4 separate regions of the Sus scrofa genome follow, and regions 1, 2 and 4 are each linked to region 3. A link is a contact called in public HiChIP or PLAC-seq and promoter capture Hi-C data. All regions are on one chromosome and are shown on one strand. The core of a region is the stretch at or near the end of the contact, and the rest is flanking DNA. Distances in the headings are between cores, read along the strand shown.

What was found. Promoter capture Hi-C pulls out the DNA fragments that hold promoters and counts their contacts. HiChIP or PLAC-seq counts read pairs in DNA pulled down with a chosen protein or histone mark.
Region 1: a contact with region 3 is called in an H3K27ac HiChIP or PLAC-seq map of alveolar macrophages. The contact joins the promoter of C5H22orf23 here to the promoter of NOL12 in region 3. A contact is called at or near these places in 2 of 5 promoter capture datasets (fetal liver and liver), 5 of 47 Hi-C or Micro-C datasets (alveolar macrophages, embryonic fibroblasts, fetal liver and 2 more) and 1 of 2 datasets of contacts at active chromatin or transcription factors (alveolar macrophages).
Region 2: a contact with region 3 is called in an H3K27ac HiChIP or PLAC-seq map of alveolar macrophages. The contact joins the promoter of MICALL1 here to the promoter of NOL12 in region 3. A contact is called at or near these places in 1 of 47 Hi-C or Micro-C datasets (embryonic fibroblasts) and 1 of 2 datasets of contacts at active chromatin or transcription factors (alveolar macrophages).
Region 4: a contact with region 3 is called in a promoter capture Hi-C map of liver, with 7 times the contacts expected there. The contact joins the promoter of EIF3L here to the promoter of NOL12 in region 3. A contact is called at or near these places in 2 of 5 promoter capture datasets (fetal liver and liver), 2 of 47 Hi-C or Micro-C datasets (embryonic fibroblasts and liver) and 2 of 2 datasets of contacts at active chromatin or transcription factors (alveolar macrophages and skeletal muscle).

What each region holds. Positions count from the first base shown.
Region 1 is chr5:9,916,497-9,919,327 of Sscrofa11.1, reverse strand. C5H22orf23 (UPF0193 protein EVG1) reads right to left here and starts at 1,542. Exons shown (of 7, transcript XM_003481544.4): 1 at 1,284-1,542; 2 at 982-1,093. The coding sequence starts at 1,084. It overlaps POLR2F (DNA-directed RNA polymerases I, II, and III subunit RPABC2), which reads left to right and starts at 1,607. Exons shown (of 5, transcript XM_003481541.3): 1 at 1,607-1,738. The coding sequence starts at 1,719.
Region 2 is chr5:9,955,587-9,958,286 of Sscrofa11.1, reverse strand. MICALL1 (MICAL-like protein 1) reads left to right here and starts at 1,289. Exons shown (of 16, transcript XM_021091499.1): 1 at 1,289-1,605. The coding sequence starts at 1,460.
Region 3 is chr5:10,142,783-10,145,647 of Sscrofa11.1, reverse strand. NOL12 (nucleolar protein 12) reads left to right here and starts at 1,492. Exons shown (of 6, transcript XM_003481552.4): 1 at 1,492-1,644. The coding sequence starts at 1,562.
Region 4 is chr5:9,994,672-9,997,541 of Sscrofa11.1, reverse strand. EIF3L (eukaryotic translation initiation factor 3 subunit L) reads left to right here and starts at 1,477. Exons shown (of 13, transcript NM_001244086.1): 1 at 1,477-1,581; 2 at 2,121-2,169. The coding sequence starts at 1,549.

The sequences.
Region 1 (2,831 bases), core at 293-2,792, 230 kb after region 3:
GCCACACCTGCTGCAAATGGAAGTTCTCAGGCTAGAGGTTGAATCGGAGTTGTAGCCATTGGTCTACACCACAGCCACAGGAATGCCAGATCCGACCATGTCTGCGACCTACACCACAGCTCATGGCAATGCTGGCTCCTTAACCCACTGAGTGAGGCCAGGGATGGAATCTGCGTCCTTATGGATGCTAGTCAGATTTGTTTCCACGAGCCACGAAGGGAACTCCACAAGATTTTTTTTTCTTTTTCTTTTTTTTTTTTTTTTTTTACTGCTGTATCATCAGCAACTGGAACAATGTCTAAAAGCTCACAGTGGGCTTAAAATCTTTTTTTGTTGTTGTTGAGTGAATGAACAAGCAGTCATTAAGCATGTGCCAGGGGCTGGAGTTACAATTGCGAGCCAAAACAGGCACCGTGTCCTGATGGGAGTTCATGAACTAGAAGGGCAGATGGATGTTAATTCAACATGAATTCATAGGGACACACAAGGTATCTGACTACAGGTTACGCTAAGCCCAGTGAAGGAAAAGGCACTGGGAGTGTGTGGGCACCTAACGGTTGGTTGCACTGTGTTGGTGGTGGGTGGGGAGGAAATAAGGCTTCTCTGGAGAAATTGAAAGTGTGATATAGTATGTGTCACTGGGTCACCATGCTGTACAGTAGGAAAAAAAAAATTGTATTGGGGAAATAACAATTACAAAAAAAAAGAATAACCAAAAAAAAAAAAGTGTGATATAAGGGATGCATAGCAGTTAACTACTCTAAAATTCGTGAGTTCTTTGACTTTTGGCCACTTTCGAGTTGCAGGACCCCCAAACTTTCCTGAACCCCAGGCTTCTTATCTGAAAAATGAAAACAGCAATTGCAAGCCATAAGTCATGCAGGTGAGAACTGAGTTACAGAGGTTAACAGTGACTACCGCTCTCCTTTTGTCCTTTCATGCACTGACACCACCGCCCCGCCCCGCCCGACCACCACTGACCTCTGAGCAGCTCGCAGGTTCTTGGGGTGTAAGCGGCCGGCTTGGGGCAGCGCCAGAAGCCAGTTCCTTTGGTCACAGTCTCCACCCTCTCCTGGGAAGCCATGGGAGGGCTCTGAGGAGGGAAAAACGCGACGACACACCCCCTGTCTCCCATATACAACCTCTGCTTCCGCATCCCCAACACCACCCAAAGTTTGGGTCTGGCGGGGGCGGGGCCCGCAAGAGAATCGTGACGCCGCCCATCAATATCGCGACAGTGCCCAATCCTCCCACCCGGAACAGATCCACTGGCAGATACACACATGCGAACAGAGACCTCATCCAGACCCGGCGCCTGTGGCAGGGAAGCCACCTCTGGAGGAAAGGGGCGTTAGGGTAACCTTGCCCGTTGTGTGATAGACCCAAACGGAAACCTCACTCTTAGGTAAGACTCCGGCTGGGTGCCCACTGAGAGTGGCCGCTAGGCTCTGAAGGAGCACCCGCGCCGGAGCCCTGCAGGAATGCTTTTGAGATCTCCGCTGCTCAAGCTCTGGTTATACACTCTGGCTACCATGGTAACAAGCTCTAGCTTCTCGGCGCGTGCGCACTATCGCCCTGCCGATCCTCCCGGAAGCAATTGCCTCTAGGTCACAGCGCAGGCGCAGAGTGCGCGTGGCGCAGCTCGTGGCGGAGGCGCGCAGTTTGCGGGTCTCCGCGCGACTCTTAGCGCAGAACCAGGGAGCTGCGGCGCGGGCGTCATGTCTGACAACGAGGACAAGTGAGTGCGGGAGCAAAGTGAGCTTTGCCGAGCCTGGTCAAAGGAGGTTAAGGAGCCGTTAACCGAGGGGCAATGCGTGAGGGGACTGGGGGTATTGAGGGGCCCGCGGAGCTGAAGAAGGGAAAGGCGGGGGGACCAGGAGCTTAGACCTGGTCACAGGCTGGGCCAAGAAAAGCCCCAGTTTGAGGATCCGGAGAGAATCAGTGAACGTGGTATCTTTCCACAAACTTTCACGGAGTCGGGCTCTGTCTCTTGATTTGGAATTACTGAGGTGAATTAGGCATAGCTCCTGCTCTTCAGGTAGGGGGCCCTTTCTAGAAAAGGGGACAGGCCCACAGACGGATACTGCAGGGGTCGTGTGAATTGCACGAAGTATGTAAAAGAAACCCAGCGGAGGGTCTGGGGAGACTTGAGGTGGTAAAAGTCTGGGAGGCTTGCGGTAATCCAGGAAAAAAAAAGGAGTGACTTGTACTAGGTAATCGTAGTAGAGGTAGTGAGAAGTGGTTTTGATTTCTGGGTTTATTTTGAAGCTAGAACCGGAAAGATTCCCTGAATGTGTGGAGGAGAGACAAAAATAGAGGCGTCTTTAGCATAAGAGTATTAGTCAAAGCTAAGAGAGGGGGCGATCATGGGGAGGCGGCAGGGGGGTGGGTGGTCAGTAGAGAAGAGGAGATGAATGAGCGTCAGAGCATCCTAACTGTGGAGTGCCTGGAGGGAAGAGAAGCTGAGAAAGAGCCACTGTGAGGCGGGGGAACACCAAGACCGCGAGGTGTCCTTTTCTTTCTTTCTTTCTTGGTCGCCCTTGTGGCATCTGGAGTTCCTGGGCCTGGGATCAGGTCCGAGCCACAGTTGTGACCTATGGCACAGCTGCAGCAGTGCTGGATCCTTAACCCACTGTGCCGGGCCAGGGCTCGAACCTGTGTCCCAGTGCTCCAGAGATGCTGCCAGTCCTGTTGCGCCGCAGCGGGAACTCCAGTGGAGAGTGTTTTGAGTGAGAGGGAGTGATTCGGTGTGCCACCTGACAGATCAGGCTAAATGAGAACAAGAATAGACCAGTGGATTTAGCAACGTGCAAATCATTGATGAACTTGAA
Region 2 (2,700 bases), core at 40-2,539, 190 kb after region 3:
TTAAAACCATAAAAAAAAAAAAAGAAAAAAAAAAAGACTTGGAAACTGAGGTTCATGGAGGCACAAGATCGCAGAGCTGAGTGAGTGGGAAAAGCCAGGCTTGGAAGCTGGGTCCATATGACTCCCAACCCCCTGCTCTTTCCACTCCTCTGAGGGCTGAAGGCTGACAGAGACGACTAGGACCCTGCTCCTTTCTTTGGGGGGTGGTATGACAGACTCATCCCAGCCGACTCTTGCACTGCTCAGAGTGATGTCACCGCCACGGCAGCCTAGTGGAAGCTGATTCATCTCCTGGAGATCAGGCGAGGCCCCTGGGGAGGGTGGCTGACCCAGGTCTTAATGGCGGAGCAGGAGAATGAGGCTGGAGAGATTCCAAGATCAGGCACCCAATGCTTCCTATAGGTCCTTGCCGTGGGAACCCAAGCCACCACCACTCTAATCAGGATGCCCCGTGGGGAGGGGGGAGATCCTCGAGCCAACACAGGGGGTGAGGAGAACTCGGCAGGACTCTTGATCAGCGAGATACATCCCTGAGGGGACACCTGGACTGACAGTGCTGGGGTGGGGTGGGAGCTTGGCGCCTCCCTGTCAGATTCCCGGCGCGGGGGAGAGACCTTGAGGTCAGGGGGGTTCTGGAGCAGTGAGACAGGATGAGGGAAGCTAGAGGTCATCTGGGGGTGTTTTGGGGTCCGCAGGGGAACTGCCGGACTGGCCTGAGTCCGGGGGAGCGCCTCCCCAAAGTTTCAGGCCAGGGGAGCGTGGGGGATTTGCAGGTCCTTGGGTCAAAGAGAGGGAAGCACTCAGGATGGCAGCAAAAGGAGAATTCCCGGTGGGCAGCGTGGTGGAGGGGGAGGAAGTCATTGTGGGGAGGGGCTCGTTGGCGCTGAGTGAGGGGTTCGGGGACATCCCAGAGTTCTTTGAGGGTCCACGGTGGGGAGGGGGTGAACGGGATCGCCGCGGAGAGGGGCGGTGGGGTGCTGGGCGGGCGAGGCGGGGGTCGGCTCTGGGGGGCGGGGCCGCCGCTGGGTGGGGCGCCAGGCCCCGCCCCCTCCCCGCTCCCCCGCCGTGGCGGCGGCGGCGGCGGCGGCGGGCGGGGACCAAGACCAGCGGGACGCCCGCGCCCGCGGCCGGCCCACAGCCAGGGGAGCGGGCGGCGGTGAGTAGGCGGCGGCCGGCCGGGCCGGGCCACGCGGGCGGCGGCTGCTCGGGCAGGTCCGGGCAGGGCCGGGCGGGCAGCAGGCAGCCGAGCCGGGACCCAGCGCAGGAGCCCGTGCGAGGACTCCGAGGCCGCAGCCCCGCCTCCTCCCCGCCCCGCGCCGGTCGCCTGCGGGTCGCGCCCGGAGCTCGGAGAGGCGCCGGGCAAGGCCTCGCCGGAGCCGCAGCTGCAGCCGGAAACCAGCCCCAGGGTGAAGCCCCGTCCCGGCCGAGCCCGGAGCCGGGTCCCAGCCCCGCGCGGCTCATGGCGGGGCCGCGGGGCGCGCTGCTGGCCTGGTGCCGCCGCCAGTGCGAGGGCTACCGCGGCGTGGACATCCGCGACCTGAGCAGCTCCTTCCGGGACGGCCTGGCCTTCTGCGCCATCCTGCACCGGCACCGGCCCGACCTGCTGTGAGTGCCGGGAGGGAGGGCGGCCGGGGCGCAGGGCGGCGCGGGCTGGAGCTGGGGACCCCCGCCCCCCTCAGTGACGCGGAGCCCGGGCGGCGGCAGGCGCCGCCCCCGGAGACCCAGACGCCGACCCTCCCGCGGGCCCCCGGCGCCTCGCGGGACGCTGAGACCCCTCCACCCAGGGCGCCCCTCCCCCATTTGGCCTTTGGATCCCGCCCCCTGGGTCCCTGAGCCCGCCCCGCATGCCGGTCCCAGGGCCCGGTCCGAGCCCCGCCCCACAGGGCTCCGGACCGGAGCCCGAGGCCCCCAGAACCTTGACTCTTTGAGGGGACACCGAGCCCTCCTCAGGGATCCCGAGCCTTCCTGGCACTGGACTCTCCAACAGGCACCCTGATCAGCACCCCCCAACTCCCCGTGAGGCCTTGAGGCCGTGTTCCCTCTGTGGGGCCCCCTGGCTCAGAGAACAGTGAGCCCTAGCTCTCTGATTCCCCCATCTTGCCTCAGGGCACTAGCACAGTGCCTGGCACAGAGGAGACCCAAGGTTAGCAGAGGTCGGATGAGTGGCTATAACCCTTCCCTTAGTAGAACACAGACTTGCCTCTGCGGGTGTGTGTCTTAGCACACTCCCGTCCACCCTTGCGCAGGGAGGCTGAGAGCCGACTCCTAAGGTCCAACGGACAGGCAGCCCTGAGGGGCTGCTCCAGGGTGTGAAATGGGCCCCTTCTTGCCCCTGGCTGCCCAGTGAGGCTCCATGGGACAATTTATTCAGACCCTAGAGCGGTTGACTTCCTCTGCCACTGGGCCCTGGAACCTCTTCCATTCATTCATTCATTCATTCATTCACTTACTCACTCATTCACTCATTCATCAAACACCGAGTGCAAGTTAATCTGGCGCCTGCCATTCCTTGTACCTCCGTCTCATCTGCAGATTAGACACGAGAGTCATGGTCCTGGCCCATCTGTGGACAGCCTCTCAGACAGGGCTCCCCGCCCCACCCCCACCCGGAGCCTGGCAGCGTCTGGAGTCTTTGTGTTTCTGTTCCACCTGTGCCCCCCAAGGACAGCCCTGGGGAGGCTTTGGTGAAGGAGAGAAGGA
Region 3 (2,865 bases), core at 243-2,742:
GTCTGGAAACTTCCATATGCCGTGGGTGCGGCCCTAAAAAGAAAAAAAAAAAAAAAAAGAACTGTCACAGCTGAGCAGAATCTTTGGAGCTGGTCACTGGACACAAGTCCACCATCTCCCCAGACTGCCAGCTTTCTGATTTGCCTTTCTACTGACATTTGCCTCTCAAATTATTGGCTTATGAGCAGCGAGCAGCCAAACCTGTGTTCTGTAACAAAAAGAGATAATCGGAGTTCCCGTTGTGGCTCAGAGAGTTAAGAACCCGACATGGTGTCCATGAGGATGTAGACTCAACCCCTGGCCTCACTCAGTGGGTTAAGGATCTGGCATTGCTGCAGGCTTCGGTGTAAGTCGCAGATGAGGCGCAGATCTGGTGTTGTGGCTGTGGTGTAGGCCGGCAGCTCCAATTAGACCCCTTGCCTGGGAATTTCTATATGCCACAGGTGTGGTCATAAAAACAAAAACAAGCCAAAACCCAAAAAGAGACATTCCTGTCGGGGGCATCACTGCAGCCAGGACAATGCTCTGCCTAGGGGGAGGGTGCCAAGGAGGGCATGGGGCATGGCCACTAGGGGGCAGCAGAGGGTCAGTTAATCACCCTGTAGCCCCATCATTCAGGCAGCCTCCTGCTGTGCCCTTGATTTGAAGAAAACTCTCAGCGCCCACAAAAGAATCTGCCAGGTAGTGGACCCTTGTGAAATGGATTCAACATTCATGGAGAGCTGCACCGACAGTGTGCCTATGGCTCCTTTCAAAATTTATCATAGGGCAATGGGGTGTGCTGGCTACTGGGAGAGTGATTCCTCAGGCTAGCGGTCCAGGATGCTGGGCCATGAGGCCAGTGACCCAGGTCAAGTCTCGCTTTACCACAGAACAGCAGTGTAACTCTAGACAAGTCACGTCCCCTCTCTGAGATAACAGTTGCCTTCTTTGTATACCTGGCATACAGTAGGCACTTAATATATGTGTGCTTACCTTCTCTCTGGGCTCCAGTCACTTGTCCAAGAAGAGCAATGGGTCCTAAGAGTGGGTTATCCCCACTCTCGAACTGTTCTGGGGTCACTTCCTCTGGGAATCCCTCCACTGGAGGAGCCACCCCTGAGCTCCTCCAACCTCTGGTGCTTCCCACGTTGTCACTGCAGCGGCTCAGGTCGCTACTTTGGCAAGGAAGGGTTCGATCCCTGGCCCGGGAATTTTCACATGCTAGAGTGCGACCAGGAAAAAAAAAAATCAGCAATCTTTGGCCATTCGCCAATAACTCTGTATTGAACACTCTGAGAGACACAGTGCTAGGCGCTGGGACTTTAGGGCCTCGCTCTCACCGCTGCTAGTCTAAGAGTAGGATGAGTGCTGTAGCAGCCGAGGGGGTAAGGATTTTTGCCTCTAATGCGCGGAAGGGAGGTGCGGGGGAGACAGGCTGGGCGGCCCCTTTAAAAGGCGGGGTCTGGTGAGCGGGGCGGAACTACTGAGCGCGGCTGTGGGGCAAGTCCGGGACGCCGGAAGTGCTACACCCGGAAGTGTCTCAGGTGAGCGGGAGCCGCGCCGCCGAGGCCTTACCGCTATGGGCCGAAACAAGAAGAAGAAGCGAGATGGCGATAGCCGGCGGCCGCGGCTCATTCTGAGCTTCGACGAGGAGAAGCGACGGTGAGTGCTAAGGCTCGACTAGAGCCCGTTGGGGCCGCCGGCCAAGGCCAGGGCCGCCGGCCCACGCTCCCGCGGAGGGCCCTTCCGGTCCCGCCCTCTCTTCAAGGTGTGGAACTCCCTCGCGGAAGGAAGCGGTTGCCCTGGGCCCCCATCCCTGAGGAATGGAATCGCCCGCCCCGCCTCGCCCTCGCTTCTTTTCTCAGCTTCTCTACCAGCCAGCGCTGCCATTTGCGCGGCCGGAGAGCGGGGAGCTGGGTTCTTGGAGCGACAGCTTTGATCTTCCCCACCCAGGCCGGCGGCCCCGCACGCAGTAGACTCAGCTATTTATGAATGATGAGTGAATGAAATGAGTGGCTTACATTCATTTATTTACCAGGCGATTACTAAACTCTTTTGGATTGTGCGCGTCAGGTCTTGGGACCCCTGAGTTGGACCCCTAAGCGTCAGCGTCCAGACTATCAGCGTCCCCACTCAGAGTGCTACATGGGCTTATGGTGGTGGGTCAGCGAAAAACCTAGGGCAGTCAGCTCTAGAGAAATGAGAAGGGGCTGCGATCAGATAGGGGGAGAGAGGGAAATCCTGGGGCATCATCTGGAAACTCAGGATGGCATCAACACGACCTATAGTTGTGCCCAGGAGGAGGGCCCTGGGGAAGTGGGGTCTTGGTCCAATGGAGATTTTATAGAGGTTTGGTTGCGGGTGGCCTTGAAAGCCCTCAAGGGCTTAAGAGGTGGCTTAATTCACTGGGTAGTGGAGTTTACCAGCAAAGAAGGGACCCTTACCTGTTCCAGAGGCCCACACCCTGTACCCACTACCTGGCCCTGTTGCTGGCAGCTGAGAGCTCTGGAGAGGAGAGAGGAGAGAGGCAGCATCTCCCTCTCTTTGCCTAAGCTTACATTCTCTGTGCCTCTGTGTCTCCCATCTGTAAAATGGGATACCTACTACTACACAGGTTGCTGTGAGGATTGGACAAGTTAACACCTGTACATTTTTGGAATGATGCCAGGCACCTAGTGAGTGCGGTATGGGCTCCTCCCCATCCCCCATTCCTGGAGCAAGACTTTCTTTTCTTGTATCCTGACTTGCTTGTGATTTTTCTTTTTTTAAAATGATTTTTATTTTATCCATTAGAGTCGGTTTTCAGTGTTCTGTCTGTTTTCTACTGTATAGCAAAGTGACAGAAAACTGTATATATATACACATTCTTTTTCTCACATTAGC
Region 4 (2,870 bases), core at 228-2,727, 150 kb after region 3:
TCCACTCCTCTGTCCATGGATATTTAGGCTGCTTCCATGTCTTGGCTATGGTATATAGTGCTGCAGTGAACATTGGAGTTCATGTATCTTTTCAAGTCATGGTTTTCTCTGGATAGATGCCCAGGAGTGGATTGCTGGATCAAATGGTAATTCTATATTTAGCTTTCTGAGGAATCTTCATACTGTTTTCCACAGTGGTTGCACCAATTTATATTCCCACAAAATTTTATTATTGATAATTTGGAAAAATTCCTCCTGACTTCACAATTCTTTTTTTAGTAATGCCATGAACATTTTGAGAGTTGTCAAAGTTGAGGGCAACCAGTATCAAACTTTTTTCCTATATTAACTGTAAGTTTTCAGTTAATTTCAACCTTTCTAGTGCCCTGATTAACCTTAAATACATATTTCATTGAAGACACCCATTGATCCACAGCCCGTGGTAGCTGTATCTTATACACTGAAGGCAGTAACTATTCCCAGAAGAGTATCACATAAGCATATCTTACTAAACTCAAATGTTCCCAGTAGGAATGTCTCTGAAATCCCAAACGCCACTAGACACAGGGGTTAAGTGTGACAGGAGAAATTGAAATAGAAAACGGTTCTAAGGAATTGCAGTAGAAATATTACTTTTGCAAATTTCACAAAAACCCTGTAACTATATTAGCACTCTCCTTGAGCCAACGAAGAGTCCCGGGGACTCCATGAGCCTTTTAGCTTAGTCCTACGATGGTATCACCGCTCGGTTTACAGACAAAGGAGTAAACTCAAAGCAAAAATGCGACATGAGAAGCTGGGGCCAGGCATTGCCATTCTAAATGGCTAACCTAAGGCTCTGGACCCACATATTGGCTTGTATCGCTTTGTTTTACAACCCGGTCCCTAACTCTAGGTCATCCCCAGGAGTCCAACTCCACCCACAGCGTGAGAGTTCATGCTGTAAGCGTGGGTAGGTCCCACGACAACGGCCTCACACCGCAGCTGGCTTCACCTTTGCCTGTTGCAACCTTAATGTCCAAAGTTGGGAAGCGCCTTTTCTCAACGCCCTCTCAACGCCCAAGTCTCAACTTTTACATCCAGTAACTTTATATTGTTGAGGTCGAAACGTTTGAAGACATTTTTCGCTACAGGCAACTCGCTTAACACCTAAATCCACATTCAGCCCCCCCCCACCCCATGTCGGAATTTCCCTTCACGCGAGAGGTCCGCCCGCGGGAGCTGTCAGCCATCTTTTGTGTGGCATCATTTTGTAGCTTCTCTTACTTTGCCCAACCTTTATTACGCTGAAATATTTCATGTCCTTATTTCTGAATGTTTTCAAGTACTATTGAGTCATCTTCTTTGTAGAGTCTCTATTTGAAGATAGAGGAATAATGTGTTTAATCTCATTCGCCCTTCCCAGCATGGCTGCCTCAGGTTGCCGAAGGCCCCGGAAGAGCTTCTGGTTTCCCAGCCAACTCGAGATGGGCTGGACTTCCGGCGTCCAGACGCAGGCGAGGTGCGCTTTTTCCGCTCTTTCCTCCTGGGCCTCGGAGCGCCGCAGCCATGTCTTATCCCGCTGATGATTATGAGTCGGAGGTAAGCTGCCCCTAGGCGTGTTCTGGGCGCCGCAACATGGACAGGGCTCTTTGGGTGTTGGGCCCCGCGGGGGGACAGTGTCTGGGTCTCTAGGAGCCCCCGTGGGCCGCGACCAGCCCCAGCCGGCCTCTCTGCCAGCACTGCTCTCACTGCTGCCACCCTACCCTCCCGGCTCCTCATCAGCCTGGTCTCAGCCCGCCCACCTCGCGTGTCTCGTTTTCTTTTCCTTTTCTTTCCGAAGCCCAAGAACGGAGGCTGGTCATAGGGTTCTGTGTTTCTGTAATTGAACTCTGATTTCTTAGGCCCTGGCCTTAGTCCTGCCAAACCTCGTCGATTCCCACAGCTTCTGTGCTTTGCTGTATCTCATTGCAGCTGCAACGCGGTATTGTCGTTGTCTGTTTATTCTCCCTTTTCTCATAGGGATGTGAGTTCCTCCAAGGCAGGGACTGCGTCTTACCCCCTTTGTATCCTTAGAACCCAGGAGGAGCATTTTGGATTCACGAATTGGTGACGGTCTTGTTTGTCTCTTTCGTTAACAGACTGCTTATGATCCCTATGCTTACCCGGGCGACTATGATATGCACACAGGTGAGTCTACAGTTTGTCTGGCTAGCTGGGTACTTCTAGGGATTGGCACCCTTTTGAATGTCTCAGAACAGCTTTGCCGGGCACCTGTTTAAGACTACGTCTTGATAGTCCAGGTTTGGAGTCAAGTTACTAACTCTCAAAGGGAGGGTGGTATATAGCCTATTAAACCAGGCCTTTTTCATGGTCCATCTCAAAGTCTCAGAAGGGAAGGATTACTGTCTCAGCTGTTTAAACTATTAGCTGAAGAAAAAAGCCTTTTGGGGGGGGGGCTGCCCCTGTGGCACGTGGGGATTACTGGGCCAGAAACTGAACCCTCACCACAGCATCGACCTGAGCTACTGCAGTGACAACATCAGATCCTTAATCCACTGCACCGCAGGGAAATTCCAGAAGAAGACATCTTGTGAAAAGTTAAAAGTGATTCAAACCAAGTCCAGATGAAACCTTTTTGGAAGGTTTTTGAGGTTTCCTGGGTTGTTACGATGACTTGGTTTGACTTAGCCCTTTGTACGTGCCGTGTGTTGTCCTGGATACTTTGTGTGAAGTATTTCATTTAGTCCTTACAGCAGTTCTATAAATACATAAATTAATGTTTCCATTTTCTAGGTGAAAAAACAGCACAGAGAAATTTAGTTACTTGCATCAAGTCATATATGTAGAAAACAGCAGTCATTCGCTCAAAAAAATCAAGTGCCTACTAC